Regions from separate parts of the Muntiacus reevesi genome. Here region 1 is linked to region 2. The links are chromatin contacts, called in public Hi-C maps. All regions are on one chromosome and are shown on one strand. Each heading gives the region's core, a stretch centred on a gene start, on an enhancer-like site or on the middle of the called end of the contact. The rest is flanking DNA. Distances are from core to core; before and after follow the strand shown. Region 1 holds the start of SLC25A51 (solute carrier family 25 member 51). Region 2 holds the start of ZBTB5 (zinc finger and BTB domain containing 5).

Region 1 (3,036 bases), core at 459-2,958, 390 kb after region 2:
AGGATATTCTTCTGTAGCAAAATGTAAAATTTTGCATGTTTATCTAGAGTGTGAACATGACTAAATTTCTTTGCTAAACTGATCTATATACTTAAATTCTTTAACATGGATAATAATTCTTTGCAATTTATTGCAAAACTTATTTGCCATAATTTTACATTTGCTTGCTACCTAAAACACTCAAACTATGTCAACATTAGGAAACAAAGTTAATTAAGCTGACTTTTATTAAACTCCAAGTGTCAATCAAACTTCTGTGGCAGAAAAAAACAGTGTAAAGTCTAAATGCTCACTGTAATTTACAGCCCACGGGATAAGACCAAGATGTGATCCAGCACAAAGGTCTTTGTGCAAAAACTGGGGAGAAAGCAACTGTAATTCTCAAAGGATGTTGACTCCCGCAAGTCAGCAGGTCTGAGTCAGCATTCAGAGCAAGATTAATCTGGGTTCTAGTCCTAGTTAGGACACTATCTTGCTACTATAAATACAAAGCAACGTCTATAATTTAAAAATTCCACTTCTCTGGGCTAACTTTAATCTACCAAAGGAGAAACCAGATAAATGCACTCTCTCTTAAAGGTAACAGCTTGTGATCTTTCCTTGGGATGCACTCGAGGTGACTCCAGATCCAAAGCGCCTAACCTGTGCTCTGGAACCACTAGCGGGCCCAACCAGTGCTGACACCTTTTGATTTTATGGAATTCTTTCAAAACAAGGGCACTACAGAGTTACTTTACGGGCTTCTGTTTCTCTGCTTGCAGGTGGGGATTAAGACCAGGTGTGTACAGCTGTAAGGGGCAAAAAAGAAAAGCGTAAATAAAGCTGAGACATCAACACGCTCCACCTAGATAAGCTTAGTAATTGGTACAGAGATTTTCAATTAACAATGCCCACCCCCACTTCTCCACCATCACCAAAAAAATAAAAATAAAAATAAAAAACCAGCCTAGTACAACGGAGTTTCTCGCAACGCGAAGCAACATGGTGTCGCAGAACAAGCATTGTCTGGCCGGGTAGCTGAACTTACCGCTCCGCTGGCGTCCATTTCCCCGGCCTGTGGCTAAGGGGGAGGGGAGGGGAGTGGACGGGATCGTCCAGGCCTCTCCAGTCCCTGACATTCAACGGAACCAGAGGTCCCGGAATCCCAGGCCCCGAGACGGCAGGAGCCCTTCAGCGGTCCCAGCGCCGCGCTCCCAGGACTCGGGCAAAGCCCGGCCCCTCCCCGCCCCGCTATCAGGGCTCGCCGGGAGGCACCTCCCCGCCCGGGGCGCGCCCAAACGGACGCACAGCCTCCTCCGCCGAAAAGGCTCTTCCCGGCAGCCAGACGGCGCCCTCGGCCCGGAAAGGCCCGGTGGCAGGCGGCAGAGCAGGGAGCCTAGAGCTGGCCCCGGCGACCGCGGACCCCACCCGGGATGGCGCGCGCGGGAACTGCGGGGCGCACCGAGGGGAGGCAGTGCGCGCGCGCGGACGGGGGTGGGCGCCCAGCAACCGCGCCAGAGGGCCGGGCAGACGGCCTCCTCAGAGCCGCCTTCGTGCTTCCACTCACTCCACGCGGAGGCCGGGGACACCCCGTGCTTTCCTCTCGCCTGCCTCCCCACTCACCCATCGCCGCGGGCGCCCGGCTTCCACGCCCGGCAGCGGCCCGCCCGCAGGTTGGTGAGCCCGCGAGCCGGCGCAGGCGCAGACCTTGACCGACCCAGCGCTCTGGGCGGGGCGTGACGCGCGGGCGGGGCGTGACGCGTGGGCGGGGCGTGACGCGGTGGGCGGGGCGTGACGCGGCCGGCGCCGCCGAGCCCGGTCACGTGAGGGAGACGCTGACGCACCACCTCTCCGTAATCCCGCGGAGGGTCAGGTGAGGCCGGCTAACTCCTGGCAGCGGTTCGCCGCCGCGGGGCAGGTGTTGGGTCACCCATCACACCTGTCGTCGGGCTGTGGGGTTCCGCTTGCTGGACTAGCGCGCCCCTGGTGTACGGTGGCCCTGCCGCGCCACAAACAGCCAACGCTTTTGCTCGTGCGCGGCCTGTGGGAGGACCCCTGGGAATCGGCAGTTGTGGATGCAAGCTTGCACGTGGGCCTAGGCCTGCAAAGCCCCCACCTCGCTACCGTTTGTGCCATTGGTTAGATTTCATCAAACGCTTGGAGCTGCCTTTGGTCAGCTACTGATACTGCAGTTCACAGAACACCGTTAGAGTTTACAAATGTGTGTGCTCTAAAACACACAGATGATTTTAAAGCCCCGTTTCCTTCCATTTCAGACAACTTGCACGTCTTGGACTCCACTGCACTCAGAGTTAGGAGGCCTGGGTCAAGTCATAGCGACCCTGAGCCCCAGATCTCTGGAAAGGAACGCCTGCCTCGCATCTCTCTTGGCCTTTGTAAGAATCACTGGGAATAACGATCTGACTCTTATCAACTGGAAGGCACATGGATGTGAGGGACCGAAGGAAATGGAAAGGTCAGCCTGGGAGCGAGGTCCTCTGGAGGATCATCAAATATGTGATGGCGTACCAGGTGACTCGTTGCTAAAGAATCTGCCTGCCCATGTAGAAGGTGCAAGAGCCCCTGGTTCCATCCCCGGGTGAGGAAGATCCCCTGGAGTAGGACATGAAAACCCACTCCACTATTCTTGCCTGGAAAATTCCATGGACAGAGGAGCCTGGCGGGCTACAGTCCATAGGGTTGCAAAAAAGAGTCAGACACAACTTACAACTAAACAACAACGACATGCTCTTGACTTGGGGTTTGTTCAGTGAGCAGCTCCACTGGGTGAAACAAGGTGGGGTGGCTCTCTCTGTGTACCTCCCCTGAGAGCACTTGGTAGATACTGACTGCTTGAGCTGGTCTGCTGAACTGCTTCTTGTGATGTGGGAGGCCATGCTACCTAATTTCAGCCAGGGCTCTGCTGAGGTACCTACTGTGTACCACTGTGTTCTCTTGGGGGAGCTTAGAGTGCAGAGAAGGCTGTAAAAGCCATAACTGAAAATTCAGAAGCATGGGGGGGCCTTTCCCCTTAAGAAAGAAACAGGGATGGCTTCA
Region 2 (3,118 bases), core at 118-2,617:
GAAATCACAAAAACAGAATGCAGTTTCTCCAGAAAACAATGAGACACCTAACCCACCTTCTTTAAATTAATCTAAATCACAACAGACAGTACAAGGATAACAAATCATCAGTGATGTCTAAGGCACAGCATTCTCTTCAGTCTCTAAAGAAAGATCCCAATGTACGTAATATCTTCTACCTACTACAACTGAAAGGTATATGAACATATTTTGGAAATATTTTTGCTTCAATTCTTGAAGGTGAGGGGTTTCTTACTTCCATTCATTAAAATTAACCAGGATTCAAGCATACTACTTAGTACTCAATTTACCTATATTTTTTTTCCTCCAAATTATTTACAATTTGGGTCCTATTCAGAAATTTGCTTCCACAGTACCCTCCACGATGCCAGAAGGCAGACTGACTTAATGACAAAGGACTTTCTCTCGAAGGAAAAAACCTAACCTTCGACCCCCCTTTAATTTACTGCCTAATGTTAGTCTCTAAGTAGTATAAATCTTTATGTCCTCCAAACGAGGGGAGGAGGGGGCAAGGCTGTTCTTGCCACTGAATTCCCCACAGCTCCTAGCACGAAGCCTGGAAGCAGAGGCCGTCCAATAAATGCCTATAAACACTTTAGTCTTCTGATAAGTTGGGGCATTCCAAAACACTAACTCCACCCGTGCAGGGTCAGCCTCGGGTTCCCGATTCCAGACCGCCTTGGCCTTGCTCTGATGAAATGAAACCTCGTCGCTCAAACAGACCCAGGATGGGGGCAAGGGAGCCACCCGACCCCATCCCGCAGATCTATTCACCTCGCCAGGCTGTTGGTCGCAAGCCGGTCCCCCCCGAGCCCAGTAACCAACGTCGCCCGCCGGCAGATGCAAGTGGGCAAGAACCCCCGCCCCACCCTGCGGACAGACAGCCTGGCGTCGGGACACCGGGGACGCCTGCGCAGAACACGCCTCCCACTAGCCTGGCCCCTCCGCTCCGAGGGTTAACAATACTCCCTCAGAAAGACAGACAGGGTGGGCGGGGGTGGGGTGTGGAGGGCAACCGGTACGCGTCTGCGCGCGTCCGGACGCCAGGACGAGACCCCGCTCGCGCCGCCCACCCAGCACCCCCAGAGATCAACCGTCTCCACGTGAGCGCGCCCACGCGCGCCGCCACCGCTCGCCTTGACAGGGTCGCCTCACCTGAGCCGGGCTCCGCCCCCCTTCTCGAAGGAGGAGGCGGTGACCCTTCTCCGATCCCTCCCGACAGTGTCGGAGGAGGTGGAAACCTCCAGGCTGGCGCCTCCGTGATGGGATTCCTCCCTTTTCCGCCCACCCCGCCTCCAGTGCCTCAGCTCCTCCAGCCCGTTCGCCACCGCACTCTGAGAACGCCGCGGCGGCTGCCCACAGCAAACGGAAGTGACGCGACACGACTCGCTCACTCCGAGGCTTTGCTCCGCCTCCCCGCCGAGCTGCAACCAATCAGACGGGGAGAGGGCGGGGCAGCGGCAGCAGTGCAGCCAGTCGACGCTCCGAGTCCGGAGGAATTTACTCTGGAACGCTGACCAATCCCGGGTCCCGGGAGCCTCGCTGTGTTTACTACAGACCGAATCCGTGAGCCCCGCGACCAATAACCGTTTGCCTTACAACACGTAGAACTGTTATCAAACGCCTTTTAAGGCGGTATTTATCACCAAGCTGCTCTAGGTTTGGACTACAGAAAAGCGACTGTGTGCCGAAGCATATCGAGAACCGTGGTGGTGGAGGCCAGCAGGCTTTCCGCCGAACCCCACCAATCCCAGCCACTACTGCCTGATACCTGAGCCAGGTGTGAGCAGAGCCCGCGAGGTAACGGGTCCCCAGGATTCCTCCGTCCTCACGGCGCCCGGCTCCCTCTTTGGTGATCCCGGGCTCCCACTCTGCTGCGAACTCCCTTCGCGGGGCTCACACAGTCACCGGGGCCGAGGTTGAGATCCCACCTCGTAGATTTTGGAATAAAATAAGTTCCAAGAAACTGTTTAGGTTGAACTAAGCCAAAATCCAGGTTAAAGACGTTGAACTGAAAATGGGACGGATCCATCTGACCGCAGTTGAGTCCGACACAGTCCCACAGGCAATCCCGGTATTATTTTTAAAAGGGAACATCCCACTTCAGCACTTAACATCCAGTTATCATTACATCTGATCCATCCCTTCAGATCATATGCGTTTTTAATGTTGCTTTTGGTGTGTTCCCCCCCCCCCCTCTTTGAGGCCTCAAATGAAATCTGATGGTAAATTGTATTCGTTAAGATTCTCTGACATTTTATAGCCCTTGCATGTATTTTACTGCCAGATTGGGCAGCTTCAGGGAAAAGAAGGTGGGGGGGGGGCGGATGCTGACAATAAGCCAGTCCTTTCACATGTGTGATCCTTAGAGACATATTATCAGCTAGATGTTGTTTCAGACTTACAGACTGGCAAAAAATTTAAAAGATTCGTATGTTCAATTCTCAGAAGAGTGTGAGAAAAAAGTCCCATCCTATATTGCAGTTGGGAGTATCATTGCTACTTCCTGAGGATAACGTGGTATCTTCAAATTTTAAATTGTATGTTCATTCTCTTCTAGCTGGCAATTCCTTTCTAGAAATTCTCCTTAAATAAACAAATGTGGAAAAGTATGTACGAGATTGTTGAGCACAGCTTTATTAGTGGCAGACACAAGGAAACGTGAATGTGCATCTATAGAGGATTATAATGCATGGATACACTGTATCCACTGTACATGTAACCTGACTCCTTTATCACTAATGACCTCATATACATACAAAACAAAACCAGTAAAAACCTGTGTGTGGATGTACACATAAAAGCTGGTAAATGTATGGATGAGTATGAAAGAATACCATTAAACTGTTCATAAAAATTACCTGAAGGTAATGAAATGAAGTTGGGAAGGTGATAAGGAAATATTTTAAGAAGGCCTTATTAATTTTTTGCCTTTGCATACATCTGTATCAATTTAATTTTAAAATGAGCTTTATTATTTTAATAGTACTTACGAAAACCAGGAATTTTAGATTGAATTTTCAACTCATTGATAAAATTATTCCTAAATTAAGCTATAAATTTCCCAAGAAAAGTATAATTAAGATACTTTTGGAAG

Evidence for each region. A called contact is a pair of places that touch in the nucleus more often than the background predicts.
Region 1: a contact with region 2 is called in a Hi-C map of muscle, with 4 times the contacts expected there. The contact joins the promoter of SLC25A51 here to the promoter of ZBTB5 in region 2. A contact is called at or near these places in 2 of 3 Hi-C or Micro-C datasets (blood and muscle).

The regions. Positions count from the first base shown.
Region 1 is chr17:57,813,233-57,816,268 of mMunRee1.1, forward strand. SLC25A51 (solute carrier family 25 member 51) reads right to left here and starts at 1,709. Exons shown (of 5, transcript XM_065908021.1): 1 at 1,603-1,709; 2 at 643-788.
Region 2 is chr17:57,425,692-57,428,809 of mMunRee1.1, forward strand. It overlaps ZBTB5 (zinc finger and BTB domain containing 5), which reads right to left and starts at 1,368. Exons shown (of 4, transcript XR_010659491.1): 1 at 1,177-1,368.